Linked DNA regions of Mus musculus: all the other regions are linked to region 1. A link is a contact called in public promoter capture Hi-C data. All regions are on one chromosome and are shown on one strand. The core of a region is the stretch at or near the end of the contact, and the rest is flanking DNA. Distances in the headings are between cores, read along the strand shown.

Region 1 (6,717 bases), core at 2,736-5,235:
GGATTCCCCGGGAGAGGTGCCTGCACACAGACACTGCCATTGAGCCATTTCACAGCATGACTTCCCCACCCCACAACCAGTGGGGCCAGTAGACTCATCCTGCACCTGTGGACAGAAGTGTTTAGATAATGCCTGCCCTTTGGGGGATTCTGCTCACAATCAATGGGGTGAATAAGCCGGAGCTCAGAGATGAGGGACAACTTACCCTAGACTAGTGGTTCTCTAGGATGGGTCTCAACCTGTATGTCAGATGTCCTGCACGTCAGGTATTTATGATTTATAATAGTAGACTAATTACAGTTATGAAGTAGCAATGAAATCATGGTCGGTGATCACCACAACACAAGAAACTGTGTTAAAGTTTTGCATTATTAGGAAGGCTGAGAACCACTGTCCTGCCACTGCAGGGAGCCATGGCAGATCTAAGACACATCTGGTTGACACTACCGTGCCATTGTGACCAACAACAGTACTCCCCCCAACCCACCTTACAATAGGTGTATTCATAGCTAGTGTGTGTGCATGTGTGACTGTGTGGGTACACAAGCATGCTATAAGACATGTGTGGATGTCAGAGGACACCTGTGGGCTATGTCCTCTTCTACCATTCTCTCCTGGGCTCTGGTTAAGGCTGGGTTGGCTTCAAGCTGCCCCTCAGGCTTACCTACCTTGCCATTTTTTTTTGTTGTTCTGTCCTGTTTTTTCTGTTTTGTTTTGTTTTTGTATTTAATCTTGCAGCCCAGGCTACTCTACTGCAACTCATAGCAATCCTCTTGCCTCAGTATTCATCAACCCTGGTGTGTGCCACCAGCCCTGGCTTACTCACTCTGCTCTCCTCCCTGATATCTTCCAGGACAGGTGCAGTGAACAGGAAAAGAAGCATCTTGAGTTGGAGAAGGAGACCAAGAAAGATCCTGAGGAAAGCCAGGCATGAACTCAGCTCTCTGGTCTCCTTGGGCTGTCCCCATGTGCACCACACCCTACCCCATCCTGTGCACTTTGATTCTGTCTCTGTAACAATAAAGGTTTGCTGACACTGTCAATATCATTTCTTTGCTCCCTTCCTTTTCCTCCCTCCCTCCCTCCCTTCGTGGAGAGTCTTGAGTGGAGCCTTAGCTAAGTCCAATAACCCCTGCCCAGGGAATCTGAGAGGGCTTCCTGGAAGGGGCATCTGAATCAGGGTAGAAGGAACTGACAGAACCCGATGCTCTTGCTAGAATCCCCAAACACTTTAGGGCATGGATGGGGAAGATGAGGCAGGAGACCCAAGCAGCAGTGAGAAGGTGTGGGGAACGCAGGTGTCCAGTTCCTGGCACAGGTGCCTTCACTTCAGAAGTGCCACTCTAACCACTGAAAGACAGGTGACTTGGGAGACAGGAGGGTTCATGTAGATGCTAACACGATCAAGCTTTAAAAGGCTAAGGCTAGGTGTCTTGGTATACTTAGGCCTTGGCTAAAGGGCCTGGAAGTCTCCATGAAGATTCCTCAGTGTCCCATGGGGGACACTGTGAGATGACACTGCTTGCCTAGAGGCCAGCTGACATCGATTGCACAATTGTGACCGGAGTTCCTGAGGCACAGTCCACCCTGTGGCAAAGACAGAGTCTGAGATCATCTTTACACTTGACTGGATTGGCAGTCCCCTAGGGGATGTATTCCGTGTGTGTCTGTGAGGACATTTCCAGAGAGCCGCCACCCTGACTGTAGGCAGTGACATTCCTCGGGCTGGGATGCCTCACTTAACCAAAAGCAGAAAACAAGCTGAGCATCCACAGATCATCTCTGCCTGCTAAGCTTATGGCTGTCCTGACTGGATGCAGTGTGCCATGGTAGACTGTGTCCTTCCTCACCAGGAAAGGCACCTGATGTAGCACCCTGCTCTGTCTGTCAATGCACTGGGGCAGAGTGAATCACAGTCATGGCCACACGCATGCCCAGAGTCAAGCTGGCCACAGGCATAGTGTGCTATGGAAGTCTCTGGAAAGAGACTCTGGCCTGTGGCTTTGTCACACACTTCCTGCTGAGTGTCCCCCACTGTTTCTGGCCTGGGAATTCATGACAGGCCTTGCTCATCTGGCCTCTGCAGGCAAAGGACAGGAGAAGCAGGGGAGACAGATGTGAGCAGAAGCCTAGGCAGACTCTGGAATGATATGCAGCAAGTACCCTGGGGGAGACCTTAGCTGGGTGTCCACTTCCCTGCCTGCACCCTCGCCTTAGAAACCCCAGGCTCTGGATACACAGCACAGCCACAGGTAGCTTTGGGGATATCTAATCAGTTTCTTAAGTTCATTATTTTCCATCATTTGCTTTTATAACAAAAATAGATATTTATATCTGCCAGTGTGTGCAAATGTGTTTATGTGCACGTGTACGTGTGCGCCTGTGTGTAAGAGACATAGCAGAGACAAAGAGGCACAAACAGAGAGATTATGATATCTGGCGCACTGCTAACTTGGGACAGAACATATCATTGGTGCTTTTGGGCTCCTCATGGTTATGCTTTTTCTCCTCTGGGAAGAGATAAACTTTCTTAAGACTGTATAGATACAACAAAACACATATGTTTTGGGGCTCCAGCTCAGCAAGTTCTCCTAGGCCCTGTACAGCCCACTCCACGGCAGGGGGCTCTCAGGACCATCTGTGGCCCCTTCCTTTTGCCCTAGGTGATCACTGTCACTAACTTGATTAATATCATTACAATTAGTCTGGAGCCTCTAGAACGCCCTGTAAACAGGCTCATACAACCCCACCTCTGGGCGATCTGCTGGCAATAATGTTGTCGAGCTGCATTTGTATGGTCAAATCTATCAGTCGTTCATTTCTCTCTGTTGCTAAGCAACACCATGCTTGCATGAAATGTCACAACCCATTTCTCATTTTCCTGGTGGTAGGCACTTAAGAGCTTGGGGTTTGTGGCTACTTTGAATAATGCCATTAGAAACATTTATACACATGATACTGGAGGTGATTCATGTCTTGTTTTGTTTTCTTTTCTGTTGGTAGACTAATTTTTAAAGGCAATATGTTGCTCTAATACTTATCAAGAGGGGAAACATAAAATACAAAATGCCACAGGATAAAAGAAGGTTCTCATGAAATTAGAACACAGTAAGTGAATGACAAGTTACTTATCATTAAAACAAAAACCCTGACTACACAGAAACATGAGAAATAGTAGATTACTCAACTGTGAGTGTGTTCTAATATGTTTGGTGCTTTTGATGTTTTGAAAGAGCTCACTGTGATCTCAAACTCCTAGCAATGACTCCGTGCCTCAGCAAGAGTCACCAGGCCTGTCCCTAGCAATACGTTTCGAGAGTGTTCATTATGTAGACAAAGATCAGGCTATATCTATCAAGCAGGAACTAGAACCAGATATTTACTGGATCCTGTGCACAGACCCTGGATTGGGCACACACTATTCTAGACAGATCCTTTCCTGCTGTAAATACTGGGAGCTTTGCTGAACTACATTTTCAACTCAGATTCACCCCTCTTTTTTGGGCATTCGGCTGCCTCTAGGCTGTATAGGGGTCCCCAGGAACATCACACTCCTTTGGAAACTAATCCATCTTTGTCCTTGGCCCTTAACTTGAGCCCCTAAGTGTCTTCTAAGTTCACTATGAACCCTGACCAGGGACCCCTTCATAGCCCCCTTGGAGGGGTGATAAACGAATAGGTCTCACTCCTGCTAGGCAGCTTCATGGGATAAGACAGGTATGGGACCCATGACTGGGATCTAAGTATTATCAGGCTAGCCCAGTATCCACCTTGACCATGAATCAGCCACTCTGGTGTAGGGCAGGAGTCTGTGTCAGGGCCGGCTGGCCGAGGGAGCTGCACAAAGCTGGCTTGAGAGAACATTTTGCGCAAGACATTTCCCAAGTGCTGGGGAGAATGTGCCAGGGCTCTAGAGGCCCTGGCTGCAGTCCCATGCCCTCGCCACATCTATTATAAAAGCCACTGTACCCTCCATCCACCAGTTATCTCTTCCAAGCCCTGGTGCCTCTGAGTGTCCTAAGCATGGCACTGCACATGATTCTTGTCATGGTGAGCCTCCTGCCGCTGTTGGAAGCTCAGAACCCAGAACATGTCAACATCACCATAGGCGACCCTATCACCAATGAGACCCTGAGCTGGGTAAGTGCCTGCCCAGGACTTGGACGTGAGCACTTAAGGAGGCTACTCTTTCCTCTGGGCTTTCCCTTCCCTGATGTCTGTGCTCATCTCTGGGCTCCTGGTACTGCCCTTTCCTCTCCTGGAGACCTGGTGGCACCCCCTGCCTCCAAACCCAGAAGCATCACTCTGAGGTCTCTCAGCAGGGGACAGAGCAGTAGGATGGCTGATTTTTGAGTTGCCCATTTGAGCTTCAGTCTTCCCATGTATGGTTCAGAAGCCATTGCTTGCTTGCCCCACAGCACGGCTGAGTGCAATGTTCATACTACAAGCCCTACTCATCTGTGTGCCTGCTTCTCCCCAGCTCTCTGACAAATGGTTTTTCATTGGTGCGGCTGTCCTAAACCCTGATTACCGGCAGGAAATTCAAAAGACGCAGATGGTATTTTTTAACCTTACCCCCAACTTGATAAATGACACGATGGAGCTTCGAGAGTATCACACCATGTGAGTTCTTGTAACAGCCAGCCCACCCTGGCCCTGGCCTCCACTCCCAGATGCCTAGAGACCTGAGCAAACTGGATCTGCCTGGCCTCCCCACCCACCTTCTGGAATGGGGACAGCTTTCTTGTTTACCTGCCTCTTGCCCACTCCCCACCCCAGTTTAGTCAGATCACCTCTCCATCAGTTGTCCTCTGTCTCTTTGCTTTCTAGAGATGACCACTGTGTCTATAACTCCACTCATCTAGGAATCCAGAGAGAGAATGGGACCCTCTCCAAGTATGGTAAGGGTTGGAACTCACGGCTTTCTGGGAGCGTATTGCAAGGGTACAAGGGGGCAGCAGAACAGGGGAGTTAGGTCTGTGAAGTCACTCTCTGAGGCTTGTAAGTGGACGTAGATTTCAAACTGGAGTCCAGCTGCCAGGACAGACTTGCTTTGACCATTCTTATGATCTTTTGTGAGCTCAGAGGGGAAACCCATGGTTTGGGAAACCAGTGACTTCAGCCAAATCCCCAGGTCACCAGGGACAGCATGGGGGGAGGGCAACTGAATACTGGTGGGCCAGATTAGATACTCTTAGGTTTTAATTGTCCCTAAGCCAATGTTTTAATGTTTAAGGGGAAGTGTTAACTATGCCACACCACCAAGGGCCCTTTCCAAGGCCCCAGCCATTCCATACTTATGAAGAATGAGAAGTGAGGCTGCATCCAACAGAGGCTGAGCACATGGCAGCCACAGGGAGCCTCAGGCACTTGTCCATAGCTATGTGCTTCCTTCCCTTGGGGATGGGGACCACAGCATCATTCTAGTGACTCACAAAGCCCTTCATCCTGCAGTAGGAGGAGTAAAAATCTTTGCAGACCTGATAGTCTTGAAGATGCATGGGGCCTTCATGCTTGCCTTTGACTTGAAGGATGAGAAGAAACGGGGACTGTCCCTCAATGGTAGGGTCCTCCCAGACCTGGTCCCCAGCTCCACTGGCCTTACTCTTGATCGTCCACCCACATCCCACATCCCTACCTGGCTTCCCATCTGCTGGACCCTTAGCCAGCACAATCCTGGATCCCTTCTCCATTGCAGCAAAAAGGCCAGATATCACCCCGGAGCTGCGGGAAGTATTCCAGAAGGCTGTCACACACGTGGGCATGGATGAATCAGAAATCATATTTGTCGACTGGAAAAAGGTAAATGAGGAGGCTGTATGATACCACCCCAGCAGTGCTCCCATTGTCAGTGACCCTAGCGGCTCAGAGAGGGCAAGCTTCCGGTTAAGGCAGCTCAGCAAGGCAGGTATCCTGCCATTAATAACTCTCCTGCCTACTGTGAGAGCTGAGATCACAGAGATCCTAGATGGGCAGTGAGCCTCAGGGAGGTGAAGTTAAGTAGGAGGTCCTGGAAAGCTTGTGGAGGATAAGAGGAAGATCAGGAGGGGTCACTTAGGGAACAGCCAGTGCCAGGGTGCCAGGTTTCTCCCTTCATATTCACTACCTATCGAAGCAGGAGTCGTGATTGAAGTTTCCATGCCACCCAACTCCAACAAGCCCAATCACAGGCGGGGATGACCCATGCGGAAACCTCTTGATGTTCTGTCTAACCTTGTGCTGAGGGAGAGGCCAAATAAACTTTGGCTTTCACCCTGGTAAAGCCGTGGGATCAACCAATCAGCTTGCATGTAGTCTGAGATACACAATACTTTTGTGACTCCATTCTCTGGTCACCTGAGCCTTTCCTGGCATCACCAGCCCCAGGATTCCCCGGGGGAGGGGCCTGCATACAGACACTGCCATTGAGCCATTTCACAGCATGACTTCCTCACCCCCCCCCCCCCAACCAGTGGGGCCAGTAGTCTCACTCTGCACCTGTGGACACAAGTGTTCCGAAAATGCCTCCCGTTTGCGGTATTCTGTTCACATTCAATGGGGTGAATAAACCAGAGCTCAGAGATGAGGGACAACTTACCCTAGACTAGTGGTTCTCAAGGGTGGGTCTCAGTCTGTATGTCAGATGTCCTGCATGTCATATACTTCAGATTTATAACAGTAGCTTAATCACAGTTATGAAGGAGCAATGGAAACATGGTTGGGGGTCACCACAACACA
Region 2 (6,717 bases), core at 1,200-3,699, 210 kb before region 1:
TCTAATGTCCCTATCCAGGACATGGAGATCACACATCACTGACCCTCGTGGTTGTCATAGGGATCTCTCAGCACTTCCTATGGGTCAGGGGTACGCTGTAGAATTCTCTTACTCTTACACAACCACTCCTTGTCCTGTGAACAACACTTGTGCCATATGCTGGGGACACAAAGGAAAGTCTCAAAGGCCTGTGCTTGCATGGGGCTTGTAGTGATGTGAGACAGGAAGTCCATCCAGGGCCAGACACACACGCTGTATTGAGCAGTATGTAGAAGAAATGGCATGGAAACAGTATGTCCAGGACTCACATACTTATATATAATAAATAAATAAATAAATCTTGAAAAAAGTCTTTGTGGTTGCTAGGTGAAGACTGGATCAAAGGGGAAGACTGGGGTTGAAGGTGGGAAGGAAAGTAGATGGGTTGCAGGAGACAGGGAGGGAGGGAGGGAGGGAGGGAGGGAGGAAGGGATGGATGGATGGGCAGATGGAGGGATGGAGGCATGGATCACAGTGGCAGCAGTGGAGAGAGGACAGGTGGGAGAGGGGGAGAACATGATAGACTGCACAGCATCAGGGAGGAATGGACAGAGTCTACACTTCACCCTAGACCCACTGGCCTGAGGCTCTCCAGCTAGGTCCTTGGGGTAGTTGTTCCTTTCCTCAGCCAAGGGAGGAATACGCAAGATGGGGGAAGTTGCACAGGAAGCCTAGTGCTGGAGACACAGTCCTTGAGAGGCTCATGAGACATCTGCTGAGGACAGCCATGAACCTGAGGCTCAGAAGCAAGGTCCTAGCTGAGGGTCCCAGGACAAGATGGGGGTACCAGGGAGCCTGGTCATTCCTGTGCCCCCCACTCACCGCCATCGAGTACTGGTCATGCTGATCTCTGTTTCTGTCGCCCCCTCCTGCAGCACCAGCGTGCTCACGCTCATCTTGTCCTTAATGCGGCTCAGCCACGGGCAGGTGGATCCCACCGCCAGGTTGTACCATTTTCCATAGATCTAGGAAGAGCCACAAATCTGGATTTAACCAAGCCCTTGAGGAGATGTGTCCACATTTCCCCTCCTTCCTCCAAGGACCAGCCCTTTAAGGGACAGTGTCTCAAGGTGACAGTGGAGTTCCAGGTACAGCATATTTAGGGCAGAGGTGTGCAGAGTCCCCCTTCCTTACACAAGGTCTGCTCCACAGAAGTAAAGTGTCTGAGATGCCCCTGTGAGTAGGTAGAGTCCAGGTTGCATATTCTGAGGTCACCAGCTATCGCTGCCTTGGAAAATGAAGCTTGGGTTTTACACCTTTCATGGCAGTGTCTGCCACCTTGTGAGGCAGCCAGCGGAAGTGCCATGGAGACCCTACAAACCTGGTGGGACCTTCTGGGACCAGTCAACCACCTCTTCCTCTTGACAGCAGTCAGATAGAGCTGACCTTCCAGCCCCTGGACCTCCAGCACACCTGTTCCTTGTCCTAAGGTATAGAAAATCACCGGGAGTGTTCTGAAAACCCCTCAGATAGATCATGGAGACAGCGTTGAGGTGGACAGGGTCCCTACACAGACAATTTTATGATTCAGGACAAAGCTGGGGTTGCTTTGTTAAGAAAGAAAGAAAGAAAGAAAGAAAGAAAGAAAGAAAGAAAGAAAGAAAGAAAGAAAGAAAGAAAGGAAGGAAGGAAGGAAGGAAGGAAGGAAGCATGTAACTCTACAACACACACACACGTACATGCAAGGGCATGTGTATGCAAACAAAAATATTTGCACATAGACACATATGCATAGACACATAGTGACATGTCTGCCACAGGCCAAGGTGCCCTTAGACTCACACTTCGTAATTTCCCCAATCCCATCAACCAGTGTCCTACCTCTCTTCCTCACACAATCCCACAAGCCTGTCCACAAAGCTCACAGGTTCATGTCCACCCTATGCCACCTGCCATATGTGGATTCCTCTGGGGACCCATGAGGACAGCGCAGATTTGGAAGGCACTAGGCTTACAGGGGGCCCCAAAGAATGAATGGCAGGTGAGGGAGCTGTATCTTCAGAGAATCTCAGAATAACCTAACAGCCTGGCCAGGAAAGTCTCCTAGAGATTGAGATGCCATCTACAAGATAGGAAAGATGAGTACTCCCAAGACAGGACAGGCAGGCCTTAGCTGGCAAGGCCCAGGAGCATGGGCATACCACCACTGTGATCACCTCTGCCAGAGAGGCCAGCCTTACCCGGGACTCACTGAAGTTCTCCTGAACCTGGATATCTGGCAGTGTTGACGCAGGGTCAGCCCTCGAAGCGAGGCAGGCAGTCAGCAGCAGGAACAGGGTCCTGAGACCCTGCATGGCTCTGTGGTCTTTGGTCTTTGATGTCTCTCTCACAGCTCAGTGTGGGAGCAGGGATTACTTCCCCGGCAGTGGCAGCTACAAACTGAGGCTGGGGAAGGATCCGGAGGCAAATGATGACCTTGGTGTTTGCTTTGCTCAGCCAAGGCCAATCAGGGTCTTGGGCCAGCTCTAATCGATCCCTACAGCCCAGCCCAGGTCCAACTCTGTGGACAGGAAGCCATGGTTACTGACTCTGAAGGGACGTTGACCAAGCACAATAGAGTTCAGACCCTAGAAAGGTTTCATTAAAGGTCAACTTTCCCCAGGGAGAACAGGGGATGGGGCAGTCAGGCAGTGTCTGGCCTGTCCCTCCAGTTCTTCCCCCAAGATCTCAGAAGATACAGGTAGCCTGGTTCTGGCTTCTTTCTCATATAACAAAACTAAGGCCCAGGGAAGTTGGCTATAGAGCAAAGCATCCTTCCTCCCAAGACTCTCCCTCTGGTCTCCAACCTCTCATAGCCATTAAGATAATCAGGACAGGGAGAGATGCTATCCCTTCACCGAGCCACACTGGTTTCCCACAGTGAAACCATCAGTACCCAGATGAACCCCCAGGCTCACCTCAGAAGCATGTGCAGATGCCTTTCACTGATATAAGTTTTCACTCTCCTGGATTGACAAGACCCACTAGGGCTCCACCGTAAGAAAGGGAACAGAGCCTCCAAAGCCAGGCAGCTTCCTGTGGTCTTCCTGCTGTGTGCGCTTGAAAAGAATGCTGAGCCCTCTGTGCTCATTTCTTCACCAATAAACGCTGTTAACACAAGTACCTGGATCCTAGCTTTGGGGTGAAGGTTGAAGGGGTGAATGCCAACAGGCAACAGCATTGTTCTTAGGGTGTGGTAAGAGTTGAAGGGTCATTGTGACCTCCGTAAGATATATGTTCCTGTCGCTCCAGTTGCTCCAGAACCATCAACAGGATGATACTTTTAGACTAAACCAGTTCAAGGAAGTTTGGAGAGAGGACACACTTTGTATCATTCCTAATGATTTAGGGTTTTTTATAACAGCGCCTAAAGAAGGTAACACAGTAACATTTTGATTTAAAACCTGCAACATTTTTTTTTTTTTGAGACAGTGTCTTATATAGCTCTAGGCTGCCCTTGTACTGGATTTGTAGCCAGCTCTGCCTTGAATATCTGACCCTCCTCATGAGTTCTAGAATTACAGGCATGAACTACAGCTACACCTGGTTTATGCTGGGGGGTGGGGGGTGGGGGTGGGGGGAGTTAAACCTAGGGCTTCCTGCATGTTGGACAAGAGCGCTACCAATTGAGCAACATCCCTAGCCTCTAGATTTATATACTCTAATGGGAGATTTTTAAACCCACATCTGTTTGCATCAGAGCTCCTCCCGTCCATGGTGCTATGATCCCTCTCCACTCTCTTCTCTCTCCTCCAGGGGTTCCAGCCATTGTCCTTCCTCCTCCCTGATTCCCTCACGGCACACTCCTTCATATAGCAGGCAATCCCTGTTAGAGCTGAGACCAGAGAGCCAGGGTCCTGCACGTGGAAGAAACAGGGGGTCTGTTCCACAGTCAGTGTACCATGCTCCTTCTGTGAGACCCAGCAGACACAGTTCCCTTTTGCTGGTATCCAGAGCACATGTGTGTCTGTCTGTAAATGAGAGGGTTTCCCATGCACCATAACAGACAGCTTGGCCACGGATGGAATTTCCTTTTTTGCTCTGGCTGCCAGGAAGCACAAAACCTCCATACACATTTCAACACAGCAACTGTCTTGGCTTAACTTTCTGGCATAGTTGCCTTCTTTTGTGTTCTTGATTCTCAGACATTTTTTAATATATAAAAATAACATTTATTTGTTTGTGGGAATAGTTTCTGCAGGAATACATGTGCCACAACACATGCACTATAGTGGGGGTGCTTGTGGAGGTCAGAGGACAACTTGAAGGAGTCACTTCTCTCCTTCCACCATGTGGGTTCCAGGGATGGAACTCAGACAGACAGGGCTGGCAGCAAGCACCTTACCCACTGATCCATCTCAGCAGTACAGTCTCTCAGCCTTTCATGGTTGGCTAATGGTAGGCATAAGGTGATGGAGAGAGAGGGAGGGGAGAGGAGGAAGGAGGAGGAGGAAGAGGAAGAGAAAGGGGAGGAGGAAGAGGAGAAAAAGAAGGAGGAGGATGAGGAGGAGAAAGAGGAGAAGGAGAAAGAGAAGAAGAAGAAGAAGAAGAAGAAGAAGAAGAAGAAGAAGAAGAAGAAGAAGAAGAAGAAGAAGAAGAAGAAGAAGAAGAAGAGGAGGAGGAGGAGGAGGAGGAGGAGGAGGAGGAGGAAGAGGATGAGGAAGAGGAGAGGAGGAGGAGGAGGAGGAGAAGAAGAAGAAGAAGAAGAAGAAGAAGAAGAAGAAGAAGAAGAAGAAGAAGAAGAAGAAGAAGAAGAAGAAGAAACTGAGCATATTGACTCTGTTCTGTGGGAGCTTGGGAACAGCCTTTTTCTTCTGTAATCTATAAACTAGAGAACAGAGCAGTTGCCATTTGGATCACTTGAGGACACACTTGAAAACATTCTGTGAATGTCCATGGGCACTCCAGGGTCTGTCCCACTACCTGGGCTACATGTATTGCACCAAAATGACCTCTCACGTACATATAATTTCTTTATATTTTATGTTCATTGGTGTTTTGCCTGCATGCACATCTGTGTGAGGGTCAGAAGCCCTGGGACTGGAGTTACAGACAATTGTGAGTTGCCATGTGGTTGCTGGGAATTGAACCTGAGGTCACTGGAAGAGCAGCCAGTGCTACTGCTGAGCCATCTCTCTAGCCTCTCCCAAATGACCTTTCTGAACTTGCTGGCAGGCTGGAAAGCCTAGGGCACTTGAGGGGACCCCAGCTCTGATCTCAGACTATTGGGGACAAGCCCATATACTCATTTGACAACATGCTTGGGTGAGGAGGAGCTGGGAGGATGGCTCAGATTGCTGATTTACCGGGTGCACAACATGCCCACGGGCTAAGGTGGGGTGGGAGAGGAAGCCTGAATGACTAAGAGGGCTGCTCTCTGTCCTTGCTGCAGATGTTTGCACTCCTGAGATTATTAACCAGAGCAAACACAGGGACCTCAGCCGAGGCCACCTGGACTTTGAACCACTCTTAAACATTAACAGGGGCTACAGGGATGGAAAGTGGGACCCCCATCCCCTCTTCTCCTTTGTCTCTCAGAGTAGAATGTGGAAGCTGAAGGGGGCGGGGCAAAGATTATAGGCATCATCAGGATTCTGGAATGATCTGAACGTGGGAGAATGTTGCCCACCCAGTAACCTCAAGGGTTCCCAGCAGAGCAGGGACCAAAGGCCTCAGTTTTCAGATGAACACAGTGGGGATGGGGCCTTATTTAAGGTCACTCAGCTTACAGCCCACGTGGCACATAAACGGACCTGTTCCTACACCCACACTCCCACTTCATGGCTATCCAAGTGCTCCTTATTTCAAGCTTGTCATTAGGAACAGGATAGGGACCCTGACATGCTTTGAGGAGGAGGCAGACAAACGAGGATAGGTCTAAAGCAGGGTATGGAGGCTATGGGAGTGATTCACCCCAAGAGTGGACATGGAAGACAGGAGTGCACAGGGAATGAGGTCCCAGAAGGGGTGTCACCTCAGCATTGAGAACACAGTCACAAAAGTCCAAGAAAAGGAAAATGGAGATAGAATTATACTTGGGATCTAATACACACACACACACACACACACACACACACACACACATACACACACACATACACACACACACACACACACATACACACACACATACACACACAGGCACACACACACACACACATACACATACACACACACATACACACATACACACATACACACACACACACACACATACACACACACACACACACACACACACACACACACACACACACACACACACCAGAGCAGGTGAGATGGCGCAGTAGGTTTAGGTGCTTGCTGAGTTTGACTTGACTTGAGTTTGATCCTAGAAACCCATTTGGTAGAAGGAAAGGCCTGACCCCTGCATGTTGTCCTCTGACTCCTACACTCGCACTCGTGTGCACACATGTGTATGCACATAAAACAGATACACACCAAAACATTTTAAGTTGAAAACATCTCCCTAGTCAGGGAGCATGGAAGACAGAGGGGAGTGCCTAGGCCGGTGGGACGGGCAGGATTGCCAGGGCCCAGGGCTTGCTCCTTGCCCTGAAGGCACAGGGTTCTTTATGTTCAGAAAGTGATCGAGAGTGCATCTGGGGTGCAGGAGACCAATGGGGAGACAGGAAAGAGTTGGAAGACAGTGAGTACCCAGGCGGCTTCCAGGAAGAGGGAAGGACCGGTCATCAGAAG
Region 3 (6,717 bases), core at 2,863-5,362, 200 kb after region 1:
AAAAGCTTGTGTGCCACCAGGTAGTTTATTCTCGCTTTGTTCTTTGTTTCCTGCCTGTGCAAACAGGCAGACTGGGCACCGTCTTTATGAAAAGATTTGGCTAGTGTTTTCTGGGGAAGATGCTGGCCAGAATATTGTGTCAATATTTGCTTCTCTGTCTCTTAATGTCAAGTGATTTTGGCTAGCTTCTGCATCGAGTGTGAACTTTAAGGATGTGTTTACTTTGTTGGGAGGAATAACTGACAGAGGTCACCCACCTCCAACCTTTTCTACTTGGAAATAACAAAAAAGTGGCAGCATTCTAGCCCAGTTGGCAACAGCTGCAGATAACACCAGAAAAGAAGCTGGGTTGCTAGTCCAGTGCCCACGAAGGGGCTGTCTTAGGATTTTAAGGATTTTGCTGTGAAGGGAGACCATAACTGTCTTAGGGTTTTACTGCTGTGGACACCATGACTAAGGCAACTGTTAGACAGCATTTAACTGGGGCTGGCTTACAGATTCAGAGGTTCAGTCCATTATCAAGGTGGGAGCACGGCATAGCTTCCAGGCAGGTATGGTACTGGAAGAGCTGAGAGTTCTACATCTTGTTTCGAAGTCAAACAGAAGCCTAGCTTCCAGGCAACTAGGAAGTGTGTCTCACAGCCCATGCCCAGTGTTACACCTACTCCAAGGCCACACCTCCAAATAGTGCCACTCCCTGGGCCAAACATACTCAAACCAGAACATTTAATTAGGTTTGGCTTACAGTTTCAGAGGTTCAGTCCATTATTGTCATGGAGGGAAACAGCAGCCTGTAGGCAGACATGCTTACATTGAAGGAACTGAAAGTTCTCTATCTTTTTTGTTTGGTTTGGTTTGGTTTGGTTTGGTTTTTCGAGACATGATTTCTCTGTATAGCCCTGGCTGTCCTGGAACTCACTTTGTAGACCAGGCTGGCCTTGAACTCAGAAATCTGCTTGCCTCTGCCTCTGTTGGGATTAAAAGCGTGTGCCACCACCGCCCGGCGAAAGTTCTATATCCTGATCCTCAGGCAGCAGGGAGAGACTGTCACTGTGTAGTCTGAGCATAGGAGACCTTCCTCAAGGCCACACCTACTTTAACAAGGCCACATCTCCTAACAGTGCCACTGCCTCTGGGCCAAGCATTCAAACGTGAATCTACGGAGGCTGTACCTACTCAAACCACCACAGGCTGCTTGCTGCCTTCCTAATTTTAAGGATGAAAAGAGACCCACACACTAGCTGAATCCTCTGCACAGCCATACAGTTACTGTCTTGTGGCCTCACTCCATTTGTCTGTTACCTGTCCCTGACACTTAGCTTTCTGCACCTTGAGTACCCTGGGGGGATTGTTGCCTTTCCTGACAGGTACCAAGGAGTTTGACTCAGTTTTCTGACAGATATGTTGTTTGCCTCCCAGAACACTTGGCAAGGACAACAGCTCTGTGTCTAGTTCTGTGCTCTCACCTGCTGTCATATCACATCTCATAGTGGAGTTTACCAGGTCACACCACTTCCAAGAGTTGAACAGATAGGGAGCCACTAGCGGTGGTACCTTTTATAATAAATACGTTTTTGAATAGTTTGTGTATTAATGCATTAATACTAATTTAAGGTGTTGATATACATGCTGTATACTCCATGTCTGCAGTAGTATTAGATTGCATAAATTAGGAGACAGCCTTAGAGGGATGAAGTTCACTTATTCAAGGACAGATAATTAGTGGCAGAGTTGCATTTGAATGTGTGACTCTCAGCTCTTGTGAGCCAGAGCTGCTGTGTGATCTGATCAGTTTGTTCAGCCCATGGCAAGAAAGCTAGAAAGTCAGTGAATGTAACTGGCAGCCCAGTTAGCTCTTCAGGTGCTCTCTGAAGCTCCCTCCGATCCCATCTGCTGCTGCTGCTGCTGCTGCTGCTGCTGCTGCTGCATTTCTGGAAATTCTGTCCATTCTGGGGAGAATTCTTTTACTTCATCCATGTATTAAGATGTGTTTAACAAAAGCCTGTCCGTTGGGCACTGGGTAGCTATGTAATGGCCTTAGGACTCGAAGTTTGTGCTGTCAGGGAAAGAATGAGCCAGTGGTCATAATAGGGATAACTGTAGGTTGAATGGGAACCAGTGAGGAGGACAGCCCTTGGCCTAGGGCAGGACAGGGCTCTCAGAAGTAGGGCCCTGTCACCCAAGACCCAAGAATAGGCCGGTCAGGTGATGAGAATGGGTTTGGCACTGATCTTCCAGATGGACAGGGAAGACCTGAGGCAAACACTGGGACCTGGAAGTGAAAGAATGGAGGGCAGGAGGAAGTGAGAGGTGCTCTATTTATGGAGCTTGGGGTTTGGAGAGAGGGCAGTGACTCATCCGGTGTAGGCTGCAGGTAGTGCACATCGAAATCCTCACAAATGCCCGAGACTCCCATCAAGCAGTCACTACTAAAGTCAGCTCTGCAGTCTGTTTCCCTGGTTGTAATGTCCTTGAATTCCGGCCCCCACCCCCGCCCCTATCCCAGGATTTCAGGTATGCAAACACTTGTGTTGCTGCAAGGGTGCACTTGCTAGTCAGAACACTAAGTACTCAACGTTTCGCCCTTGCAGCCTCTCACATCAGCAGGAGTCCCTGACTTTCCTGAATGAGTGGGCAGAGCTGTCCAAGCACACAGGCAGCTACATAGTGCACCAGTACAGCTCTGTCCGCCGCTTCCCAAGTTCCGTTTGTGTACCTGTAGGAGGCTGGTGTGTCGACCTAAAACTGCTGGCCCGTGGAGAGTGAAGACAGGCTGGTGGGAAGGCAGTAGGGCATCTCTGACATTGAGGAGGGTTGCTTCACAGGCAGGGTTGGGGGTGGGGCGGGGCTAGGCCACAGCTTGTTGCTGTTTCCTTTTCAATAGCCGGGTCAGCATTTAGAAGTCTCAGCACCCTTGGGTCTTTTGTTCCCAGGCCTCTACATTACTGTTTAGCAAGTTGATCAAACTACATGGGAGGCTCCCACGAACTGTTTTCTACTGCCCAGGGCAAGGCTGGCACAGAGCAGGTACTCAGTGCTGATTTGCTCACAGATAAGTTCATTTTCAGTAGCCTGCCACCTTGATCCTCACTTGTCCCCGTGGGCACCTCCATGGGATATGCTAATTTGGGTTTTCAATTCATTCTCGCTGCCTGGAAACATCCTGCAGGCACATGTAAGTCCTGTGGTCTGGAAGTCCTCAAGAGTTGTTAAAAGGAAGAAATGTGTTTGTGTCTCTCTGTGTGTACAAGACCACTTGTAGAGACAAGGGCAGTGGCATGTACTGCCCTAGTCCTTCCTGTAAGCAAGGGTGGGAACCACCTGTGCATTCATCGATCCCCTGAAAAAGAAACCAGGCTGTTGGTGCAGCAACCAAGTGCCCACCGTCTTTGTTGAAAGACAATGTTTGGTGGCTAATAGGATATAAACACGTACTCCAAAGAAAAGTACATGTAGTTAGCCAGGTCTGCTGTTGTCAGAACAACCCACCAAGGTGAACCCAAGACTAGTGATTTACCTGGAAAAAGAAGCAGGCCATCACAGATCCTTTTAAATCTCAAGGAGCGGGGTGTGCAAGTGTGTGTTTGAACACCTCACACATTATTTCGTAAAGATCTCACACAATTTCACAGCACTGTCTCAACTAAAGATTTTTAAAGAAAACGCAGATACAAAGTGGAGACTACACCGACGCTTTCAATACTGAACACCGTTTTTCATTAAAAACAAGCCTGGAAGAAACTTCTGGTCCCGAGTGTGCCTCATGCATCGGATCCCATGACTTTGTCACTCGGGACAGGCCTCCCCGCCCCGCTCCTTCACTGCAGGGACGAGCTCAGATCTCATGCACGTGGCGGGCGCAGGGCCCCTACCGGCGCCCTGGGGGAGCGTGGCTGATGAAACGCTCCGGGCTCGGCCCGAGAGACGCTCCTGCCGTAGGGCGACTCGGCGGAGACCGGCTGGGGCGACGCGCCCCAAAAAGGGCGCGCGGGGACGGCGGGGGCGGCGGCGCCGGGACGCCGCGGCGTACAAGGGGCATGGAACCTCTGACCCTGAGCGGCCCGGGCGGCAGCGCGGCGGTGAGTGTGCGCGAGCCGTGCGCGTGCCCGCGCGTCCGCGCTCCCGCGCTCGGGGGTTGGGGCCGCGGGGCCTGCGTGCGCGTCCCTCCGCTCAGGCTCGGGTGACCTCTTCCCGCCCCACGCGTCAGGCGTGGGATCTGCAGGGCAGGGCGGGTGATTTCTGGGGTAAAGGAACCCCAAGGCCAGAGGGCAGAGATCGGGGAGCCTGCTGCCCAAGCCCGAGGCCAGGTACGGTGGGAGACGCCGGGCCGGGCCGCGCCGAGCCGGCTTTCTGTTTTGGCTCCCTCCGGGTTTGCTCCCTGACCTTGGATAGTCGGCTTTCTCTTCCGGGGCTTAATGTTCTCATCATTGAAATGGGGCGTTTGAACTCCTTGTCCAGCCAGGTTTTTCTGCCCTAAACTTTTGGGGGACTGCTGCTTCTCTGATGTGTTGGACTTGCATTGTAATTAATGAAGCTGAGTTAGAAGAAGGAAATCCATTTTTTTTTTTTCTTTCTTTCCTTTCAGGATATGTTAGGCGCTCAGATGTTGGTGAGGCTGGCAGGCACTGTGCAGAGATGAGACCTCTTGGGGGCTTGAGTCTGCACAGCCCGCAACTGGAAAATCTGGTTGCAATGTGGGTTCCCAGAGGAACTCGGTCGGCAGTCACTTGCTCCCTCTGTGCTTTGCTTACCATGGTGTGGGGCTCCCTTACTTGTGTGCTGAAGATTGGAGCAGAGCTGAGGAGGTGGTAAATGGTTAGCATTTGCCATTGGGGTCCTGCCTGACCCCTCATGGCCCTGTAGCCTCGGTACTTGGATGAGAATGTACACGGGGAGCCCTGGACCCATCCTGACCTCTGAGTCGAGTCCATTCAGTTCTGTGTGGCTCCTTTCAGTCTCCTCCTTGGCGAAGCAGCCCATTTAGGCAGCCCAGGGAGTCTGTCGTCCTCCACCTTTGCTGCCTAGTTTCCTCCTCCTCATCTCTCTGGCAGTTCTGAGTGTGTTTTCCCCAGTGGATGGTGATCCCTGCAGGGGAGGGCTGAGCAAACGCTCCATGTTCCACTCCTGGTTTTACAGTCCAGGGGCTGGCCCTAGAAGGTTCTCAGGGAATGTTTGTGGCATAGGTTGATGACAGCTACCTTCTCTCAGTAATCAACCTTTTCCCAAGTGTGGATCTCATGGACGTGGAACCCATAGGGCAATCCTAAGTGTCTGTCCTTGTCTCCTTTCCAGGAAATGGAGGCAGAGAGAAGTCTTGTTACCTTGCTCAAGGCTACCCAGGTGGGAAGTGGTTGGGCTGGGCAGGTTACTTTTAGCCAACACACACAAACTTGGGTGTGTGACTGGAGTCTGCTGATTGGGTCTCTGTGGGCAGCTGAGGGGGCTGATGTGGGTGCTGTGATTTCTGCCCCCGACACAATGCTTCATTGTGGCATTTTGCAACCAGTGGATCCTTCTGTGCAGCCCCGGGCTTGAGCAACTCCAGTCTGTGTCAGCTCCTCCCAGCCTTTTCAACACTCCAGTGTTGGGAGGCTTCACCGAGAGGGCCTGAGTCCTCGGCCAGGAGTACAGATGTCAGGGTTGGGTCTGCCTTGTGGCCTACCTAGCAGTTGCTCAGAGGCAGCAGAGGGGCGCAACCTTGTGGCCATTGTGCCTCTTGGGTCTATAGAAAGAGCAGGCGCACTAAGATAGGCTGGTAAGTACTCCTTTGTTTGAGACCGCTGTTGTGAGTTGGACTGAGCATGAGCCGCAAGGAGACTCAGGCTGACTGGACTTGGTTTCTATATCACTGCCTAGGAATTGTGGTTTCTTCTGACCCACTCGAAGATGATTCCATGAATTAGCTGGAAAGGAAGCCAGCCCAAGCGTGGGTGCTGAGGGCTGAGACCCTGGAGTCACTAAAATCCTTCTCCCGACTCTTTGGCTGATAGCCACTCAGCTTTGGAGAGAGTATGTCTTGACCACGGAACAGGAAACCCATGTTGAGGAGAGAACGGAATCTGGGCTGTGGGCAGAGTAAGGGGAACACTGCCATTGTAGACGCTCCTGCCTCTTCATCTGGCTTTTTATAGGGGCACCTTGGGGTAGAACTTGGGGAACCAGGCTTGGGCAGCAAGTGCTTTTTACCCTCGGATCCATCCCCCTGACCGCAGATCCTTCTGTTCTCAACAGGAGTCCCCTCCCCCCATTTTCATTTTGCAGAGCATCCCAGCCTTGTGCAGCTGTGCCTGTTGAAATCTGGAGAGAAACAGTGAAGAAGCCAGAAGGTTCAGTTCCTCCCTGAAGGTCAGCGGGCAGTGGGGCTTGGGGGCCAGTTTGGATTCAAGTAGGTGTGTGTCATCTGTATGCTTCCTGCCTTCCCCAGTGTCAACCTCCCTTGGTAGCACATGAATGATCTAGAGGATTTTTCTCAGGACTGGTGTGCTCTTCGTGGCATTTAATAGGACATGATCTTTCTTGGGACACGTGTCACAGGTGGTAGCAGATTGGTGACTCAGGAGGTCAGCAAAGGAGCCCCCATAAGGAGCATTCCCACTTTGACTGATGATAATGGCTAAAGGTGGATGCTGGCAGCACTGGCCACGCCTCCGGGACCCTGCAGAGCTAACTGCAAAGCCAGGGCTTGCTCTCCTTCTCAGTAGAGCGTTTAACTGCCAA
Region 4 (6,717 bases), core at 1,986-4,485, 150 kb before region 1:
GTAGTGCATACCTAGTCACCGGCTGTATGTCACTCGCCTGTGTGGCAGAATGAATGAAGAAGCAGGGTCTCTTCTCTGTTGGTCTCAGTGCCAGTGCCCTTCCATGCCTCTTCCAGACGACTGTGGCTCCCAGAAGCCTACAGGCTACTCAGCAAAGTTCAGCAGGCCCTTACTGCCATTTACTGAACTGAGTCTAAGGCAGAGAAGCAGTCAGATCTGCCCTAGTGCAAAAGACCTCGGGAAGATTGAGCTCCATGAACCTACATTCTGCATAGGCACAGTGAAGCCCGGATGGACACATTTCAATCTTTTGAGACCTCCAATAGTTTCCTATGTGTCTTTGGGGCTGTTAGGTTCTTGACACTAGCACTGTATTTAAAGACCACATAGGGGAGACTTGGAAAGGCTTTGGTGCCACCACTGGTCAGTGAGCTATCTTTGAGGAAGTGTCTTCTTGCCTGGACACCTGCGTCCTCACAGGGGAGAGACCTGGAGACTTTATTTTCTTTGCCACACACAGTTTTCAAGGCCAGTCTGCAACCCACCATACGTTCCTATGATTCTTCCATGGAAGATATCCTTTCTCCACAGCTATAGGCATAGCTAACATCCTTCAGGTTCTAAACACCACCTCCTCCTGGGTACATTCCTGGGATTCTAGTTATCCTCTGAGTCAGCTTGACAATTCGATTGATCCATGTGTTTCGTTAAAAGCCCCTATCACAGTCTTCCTTTATTATCTCTGTTATCTTTGTACTATTGGCAGAGGACAAGAACAGGAATAGTTCATGATAAAGTGAGAGTGGAGTCACCCATCCAGATGTGCCTCTCTACCCTAAGTTGCTCTTTCTGATTTGTGTTACAGTTTATATGTGTTCAGAATCACGTGTAATTTCTTTGTCCCTATCCATTAACAGTGGCTCACTTCCCAAGCAGAGGCTTGCATACTGTAGGAGCCCTATCCCCCTTTTGTTTTACAGCTTCTTTGGGCTGGAATATTTGGAGCACTGATTATGTCCCAGATTCCAGGCTGGCGATGGGGTTATAGAGGCATCAGGACAGTGACAGCACTGTGATGTGCGGATAAGTGTGGCTGTGAGTGGAGCAGCTACATCAGGTGAGTGCTGAAGAAGGACAAAGGAATGTTTGACAGCAGCAATGGGCAAGAAGGAAGAAGCAAGAAGGAAGAAGTGACACAAGTCTTGAGAGTCTGGCACTGAGTTCAGTGGCCCTTGTACCACTTACCAGCGTGATCAACCTTCTCTCCAGCGTAGATAATCGCATATCTCTTTTCCTGTAGCATAGAGGCCCTCAGTGTGGAAGAGAAAAGATGCAAAATATTACTGGTCACCAAGTCCCTCAGTAATGGAGATAAATATCGAAGAGTGCCAAACAAAGTAAGAGAGATACCCAACACTTAAATGCAATGCCTTTAAAAGCCTCTAAGGCAAAAAATAAAAAAGAAGGAAAAAAAAAAAAAAAACAACCCATGAACGAAATACCAAAAAAATGTAAATAAAGACAGGATGTGCCTGGCACAAAGTATGCAGCTCAGAAACACACAGCAGCTGTGATTGGGCAGGGAATACTTTACCTTCGAAGCTGTGAACTTAGGAAAATTCGAGAAAGACCCGCGGCCCTTTCTCAGGCACAGACACGGGCAATCAGTGCAGAGCATCGGGTGTTCTTGTGAAGGAAGGTGAAGCACTCAGACTGGAGGCGGGGGGGGGGGGGGTGCGCGGGGGGCCCCAGCAGCCCCGGGTGCTCTGCCCCCTGCAGGATGCCTCGTACAGCTCGGCGGAGCCCTCCCCCACTCCGACTTGGGACTTTTCCGAAAGTTTGCTGAAACCAGACACCTTGCTTGACGGTGCCCGCGTGCAGCCTCGATTTAAAAGGCCGCCTTCAGCGCCCCCCTCTCCGCCCCCAGCGGAGACTTCAAAAGGGCCGGCGTCTGTCGCGGCCTCAGCACCTATGAGCCACCCCCCGCACCCGGAGCTCGAGCTGGAGCCGGAGCACGCGGAGTGGCCGCGGCTGCAGCGCAGGGGGACCGGGCCGGTGGCGCAGGCCCGCGCTCCCATGCTCCTCCCGGCGCCGTCGCGCCCTGTGCGCCTTTAGGGAAGGGGACTGCACCCCCGCCCCCGCGCCCGGGGCTGCGGGGACCCATGACCACAGATGCCGTTAGGCACCCGCCTAAGAACCGACCGGCCAGCGTCACACTTGGGGACCCAGTAAGTGCCCTGGGACTCACGGAGCTCTGGGCGTTTGGAGTGCGCAAAGGTGGATGCATGTGCAATAGAGGGTGCAGGTCCTGTATGCACGCCTGTGGTTGCCATTCGCAGAGGGTCGTGTGCAAGCGGGGAGTGTGCACTCGGGGAGCTGCATGGACTGTGCATGTGGGAGTGTGTGCGCTGTGCATGTGCATTTTGTGCGGGTGTGAGCACTCGGGTGGCTGCCTCTGGGAGCGTAGCGTCTGAGATCGCCAGGAATCCAGACATCCAAAGGTGTTTCGCGGAAGTTCAGTACAGTGCGTGGCTGTGTCTGCGTGTGAATGAGTGTGAGTGTTTGGAGTGTGCCTGCGGGAGTGTGTGTGCGGGAGTGTGGTATGAATCGCCTTGTAGAGGCCAGAAGCTAGAGATTTAGTCTCAGGGCTGAGCCGTGCTCGTGAGTTTGAGAATCTGCCTGGGTGTCAGAGGGTGCCGCGTGGGATTCCGGGGAGTCTCTGGTCGGAGAAAATGCAGAAAGGCCGAACACATTCAGCACGCTTACCCACAGCGGTCTTCCACGGAGCTCTAGGGTGCAAGAGTTTCTGCTAAGAGTTGGGAGTTAAGACAGATGGTTGTCGTGGAAATGTAGATGCCAAGTCAAGGTCCCAACTGTGTTTCTGCATCTCTAGGATCCTCTCAGGAGTAGAATTTTCCCCCTTCCTCCCCCACCGCCCGCTATCGAGGATCCTTAGTGTCATTAATCGTAAATTCCTAATCTCAATTGTGATAGATCCATGAGTAGCCAGGAGGAGGTTCTTTTTCATGAGTCTGTTTTGAGATCTGGGGGTGGGATGTCCCCCTCAGGATGGATAGGTGGACGGTCGCGCGAGGCAACCGATGCTGCATCCCTTGCTGCGTCCGGCAGGGGGCAGCAGTTGGCAGCAGAGGGCGGCCCGGCGCGGGGAGGAGAAGAAGGTGGAGAGCTGCGGCGGGCCGAGACTTTAAATCGCCTTCATTTCCCCCAAATCCTTCCTTTTCCTCTCCTCCCCCAGGCCGGCGGGGAGGCAGCTTCCACCGCCCTCCGCGCGCGCTCTCCCGGCCTTGCTCTGCCTCCAGAGACCGCTAGCGGCCCGCCTCCAAAAGTTTGATCATCTCTCTCTCCCTGCCTTTTCTTGCTTCTTCCTTTTCGGTGGAAGCAGAAAAAGAGCGAGGCAGGGGCGAGCGCGGCTCCGGCAGTCCTGGGACCATGGGCCTGGCGCGGGCGACCGCCGGGCTGGGGCCGTGCTGTCCGTCTGCTCCGGCGCCCCTGGGCGCAGGACTGGGCTGGGGGTGCGCCGGCAGCGCGCTTTGAGCCGGCCTGGCGCGGCGCGGCGGGGGGCTGGCGGCCCCATGGGGCGCGCCCACACTTGCCCCCCGGGCTCCGCAGCATGAAGTAGGGGCCTGCCATGGGCACGGGATTCGCGCGGGGGGCCCGAGGCACAGCGGCGTCAGGACCCGGGGGGTGAGTACAATCCCAGGGTTGCCCCCGATTCAGCTTCCTGAACCTCGGATGTGCACAAGAGTCTGGGGTTCCCTGCCGCACCAGACGCTCGCAGAGTAACGTCAGCTTCCTGTAGCTTCCCGCCAGGCGGGACGCCAGGGGTTAACAGGGGCTGTGCACCCCAGGCCGAGCTCTTTTGAGACTAGGACCAGCAAGGGAGGGTCCGCGCAGAGCCAGACCAGCGATCCCAAGAGGGGTCTAGTGGCAGTGCTCAGAGTGGCAGGCAGGGGGCAGGGGCCGGAGGAGGGAGTCTCGGTGTCTGCAGGTCGCGGGCTTGCATGGCTTTAGTTCCACTGTCCTGTGAATCAAGTTTGTCGGTCGTCAGGTCCGGGTGTCTGTTCCTGGCTCGGCCTCGGGTTCTGCACGTTCCTGCATTTCCTAACCTCTCTGCCTGTGTGAATGTGTCTTCTTGGGTCTGCGTACCTCAAACTTCCCAGCTTCTCCCGGGAAGCCTGCAGTTCCTGTCCCTCTCCTGAGTAAGCAAGGGGTGAGAGCCAGCTTGTGGGAGCGGAAAGGCCCTGGGAGATCACCAAGTCCAACCTCCTTGTACAGATGAGGGAACCGTGGCCAGAGAGGGGCCGGGAATCTCCAGGGCGGGGCCCCCGCACACAGGGGCACCCCACAGTTGGGATTCCCAGCTTGTGCAGAAGTTGTAAGAGTGAGGGATTCAGTCACTATGTGTGGGTGTGTGTGGGAGAACGCGGTCCAGAGGGGCCCTGTGGACTATATCTCAGGCACAAGGCTTGCCTTTCCATCTTGCTGGTACTCTAGGGCTCCCAGAAGAGGTTGGCCAGAGTTATAGTACCGCCCACCCTCTCAAGAAACGCCCCTTTGAGCTGGAGCCAGGGTGATGAGGCGCCCCCCTTCTTTTCCATGTCTTGGAAAAAGCTGGCTGTTTGAGATTCCCCCACACCCCCCACCACACGCATTCGTATACACAGGGCACTAGTGAGCACATTGGTGACTCATTTTCTCCGGGAGACCCTGTGCCAGGGCAGATGCCAGCGGTTGGGCAGTGTGGTGGTGCCAAAGAGCACCCCCTGCCTCAACGGGGCCAAAGTTTGAGGAAGGCAAGCAGTACCAAAGCCTGCCTGCCCTTCTGGCCGTACATCCTCAAGCATCTACCCACCTCGGCTTCTTTGCCCTACCCTGGCTCCTTCTTGCCCTTCCTTGCTTCTACATTGAGAAGTCCTCCCTCCTGGGCAACCATATGCCCTGTTGCTCTTGGGTGAACACTGGGCTCTGGGATCTTCGTTGAAGTAGCCTATAATCCATGCCTTCCCTTGTCTCTGCTTGTAGCCCAACATACTCCCCTGATATCTTGTTGGCAGTTTCTTTTTTCTGATCTCAGTGCCCAGGGACCTTCTAAATGTCTCCATGGTCTGGCCTGGTCTGACATGCAGAGGAGCCAGTTCTGGGCTCACTCACTTCAGTGGAAAGCAGACTTTGGAGCAGAGCATAGGAACCTAGCAACAGGCAGCTTGAATTCAAGTCCTCTATACTGGAGTGTGTGCTTGGCCAGGCCTGCCACCTCTCTGCTTCTCCTTTTTACATCACCAAGGTGAGCTCCAGCCCTCCCAGCTGGCAAGCATTTGTGAAAGTTAAAGAAGCGTGCCCAGGAAGCGTAGAGTAAATGTTCAGTAAACCACAGCTGCTATTTGTATCAGTGCTTGCTGCTTTGTGAATGAGTGTGAGTCAATGGGAAAGTTCTGGACCGTATCCTGTCCAGACAGATGACCTATGTGTGTGTGTGTGTGTGTGTGTGTGTGTGTGTGTTCCCATGGAGGAGGTGGAAGGTGTGGAGAAGGACCTGGGTGTGGCTGTCTTGGGTACACAGGGTCTGATGAGGCCACAGAGGCAGGTGGGACGGGGACAGACTCACGCCCTTCCCAGCCAGCCCTGGCATCACTCAGTCTGTGGTAGAGCAACTGGGGACAGCATCCACACATCTGCCATCCTCCGAGGTTCCTATGTCTTCTGGGCTTGGGGGGACCTTGGGCCTCCCTGAATGCTGAATCTGGGGTGGATTTCTGAGTCTCCAGTGTTTCCAGGAAACCAGTAGGAAGGGAAAGCCACACAGATAGAAGGCAGCTTCTAGCTGAGTCTCTGAACAGGAACAACCCTGGCTACTCCCTGGAGGGTTACATGGTCAGAAGAAGTTGTGTCCTTCGTGGCTCACATCTGGGAGCTGTCCTTATGAATTGATCTTTCAGATACCTTGGAGCCCCTCCATAGCCAAGCCAAGGTCTGTGAAGCTGTAATGAAAACAGAAGCCAGGGAGAGCAAAGCCTGCCCGCGAGCCGGTGAAGCCACCAGCATTATTAACAGTAGCCTAAACAGCACTCGAACAGTAGTCACACTGCCGGGCCTCCTTCCTTCTGCAGCCAACTTTCCAGGCTGGAGCTTACTCACATAGATGGCTCCAGGGCTCCTGGTTGCATCTCCAATCCTACTGAGAAAGCTGAAACTCTGGTCCCCAGCAAGTAGCAAGTCTCTAAAAGTATTCACTTTCTCCTCTAGGGAAAACAAATAAAATGTAGGCTTGTTTTGACTGGCTGTGTGGCTTTGGGCTAGTCCCTTCTCTCTGGGCTCTTGTTAACCATCTCTTCAAAAAGATGGCTAGGCATAGAATCTCGCCCCTCGGGATCTTCGAGGTCCTTCTCTAACTGAGGTGTACTGGATACTATGAAGTTTATGCCTCCAGTGTGCAAAGAAGCCCAATTCCAAAAAATGGGCTGCATTTGTGACGGTTTTCTGGGGCTTGGCCTTAGGCAGCTGAATGGCACAAGACAATGGGATTCTGTCTCCAGGATCTTTCTTCTGAGATCTTAGTCTTGTACTCTATTCTAGCCTCTAGGGTGCCCATAACTACAGCCAGAGATGATCTAGGACACATGTGGCTCTCGTGCCTTCACTCTCTCACCTGGTGTTCCTCTGTCATTTGGAAAACATCCAGGACAGGTGCATATGATA

What was found. Promoter capture Hi-C pulls out the DNA fragments that hold promoters and counts their contacts. Capture Hi-C pulls out chosen DNA fragments and counts their contacts.
Region 2: a contact with region 1 is called in a promoter capture Hi-C map of liver, with 7 times the contacts expected there. The contact joins the promoter of Ambp here to the promoter of Orm2 in region 1. A contact is called at or near these places in 23 of 39 promoter capture datasets (the 3T3-L1 cell line, 3T3-L1-derived adipocytes, the C10 cell line and 14 more), 1 of 15 datasets of contacts at CTCF or cohesin (pro-B cells), 16 of 484 Hi-C or Micro-C datasets (the C10 cell line, the HL-1 cell line, the N1E-115 cell line and 8 more), 2 of 115 datasets of contacts at active chromatin or transcription factors (double positive thymocytes and trophoblast stem cells) and 3 of 9 other capture datasets (adipose tissue, embryonic stem cells and macrophages).
Region 3: a promoter capture Hi-C map of liver shows a contact between it and region 1. The contact joins the promoter of Tmem268 here to the promoter of Orm2 in region 1. A contact is called at or near these places in 15 of 39 promoter capture datasets (the 3T3-L1 cell line, 3T3-L1-derived adipocytes, the C10 cell line and 8 more), 3 of 15 datasets of contacts at CTCF or cohesin (the NIH/3T3 cell line, embryonic stem cells and pro-B cells), 28 of 484 Hi-C or Micro-C datasets (B cells, CD4 T cells, CD8 T cells and 20 more), 13 of 115 datasets of contacts at active chromatin or transcription factors (the 230-238 cell line, CD8 T cells, bone marrow-derived dendritic cells and 8 more) and 3 of 9 other capture datasets (adipose tissue, liver and macrophages).
Region 4: a contact with region 1 is called in a promoter capture Hi-C map of adipose tissue. The contact joins the promoter of Col27a1 here to the promoter of Orm2 in region 1. A contact is called at or near these places in 15 of 39 promoter capture datasets (the 3T3-L1 cell line, 3T3-L1-derived adipocytes, the C10 cell line and 8 more), 1 of 15 datasets of contacts at CTCF or cohesin (embryonic stem cells), 3 of 484 Hi-C or Micro-C datasets (embryonic stem cells, liver and pre-B cells), 8 of 115 datasets of contacts at active chromatin or transcription factors (bone marrow-derived dendritic cells, bone marrow-derived macrophages, embryonic forebrain and 5 more) and 4 of 9 other capture datasets (adipose tissue, liver, macrophages and 1 more).

What each region holds. Positions count from the first base shown.
Region 1 is chr4:63,358,464-63,365,180 of GRCm38.p6, forward strand. It overlaps Orm2 (orosomucoid 2), which reads left to right and starts at 3,986. Exons shown (of 6, transcript NM_011016.2): 1 at 3,986-4,140; 2 at 4,481-4,623; 3 at 4,831-4,901; 4 at 5,455-5,562; 5 at 5,699-5,802. The coding sequence starts at 4,024. Orm3 (orosomucoid 3) reads left to right here. Exons shown (of 6, transcript NM_013623.3): 6 at 854-1,043. The coding sequence ends at 934.
Region 2 is chr4:63,151,723-63,158,439 of GRCm38.p6, forward strand. Ambp (alpha 1 microglobulin/bikunin precursor) reads right to left here and starts at 2,450. Exons shown (of 10, transcript NM_007443.4): 1 at 2,220-2,450; 2 at 862-1,004. The coding sequence starts at 2,333. It also overlaps a transcript of Kif12 not described here.
Region 3 is chr4:63,554,651-63,561,367 of GRCm38.p6, forward strand. It overlaps Tmem268 (transmembrane protein 268), which reads left to right and starts at 4,113. Exons shown (of 10, transcript NM_001356354.1): 1 at 4,113-4,307; 2 at 6,262-6,345.
Region 4 is chr4:63,212,177-63,218,893 of GRCm38.p6, forward strand. Col27a1 (collagen, type XXVII, alpha 1) reads left to right here and starts at 3,236. Exons shown (of 61, transcript NM_025685.3): 1 at 3,236-3,705. The coding sequence starts at 3,650.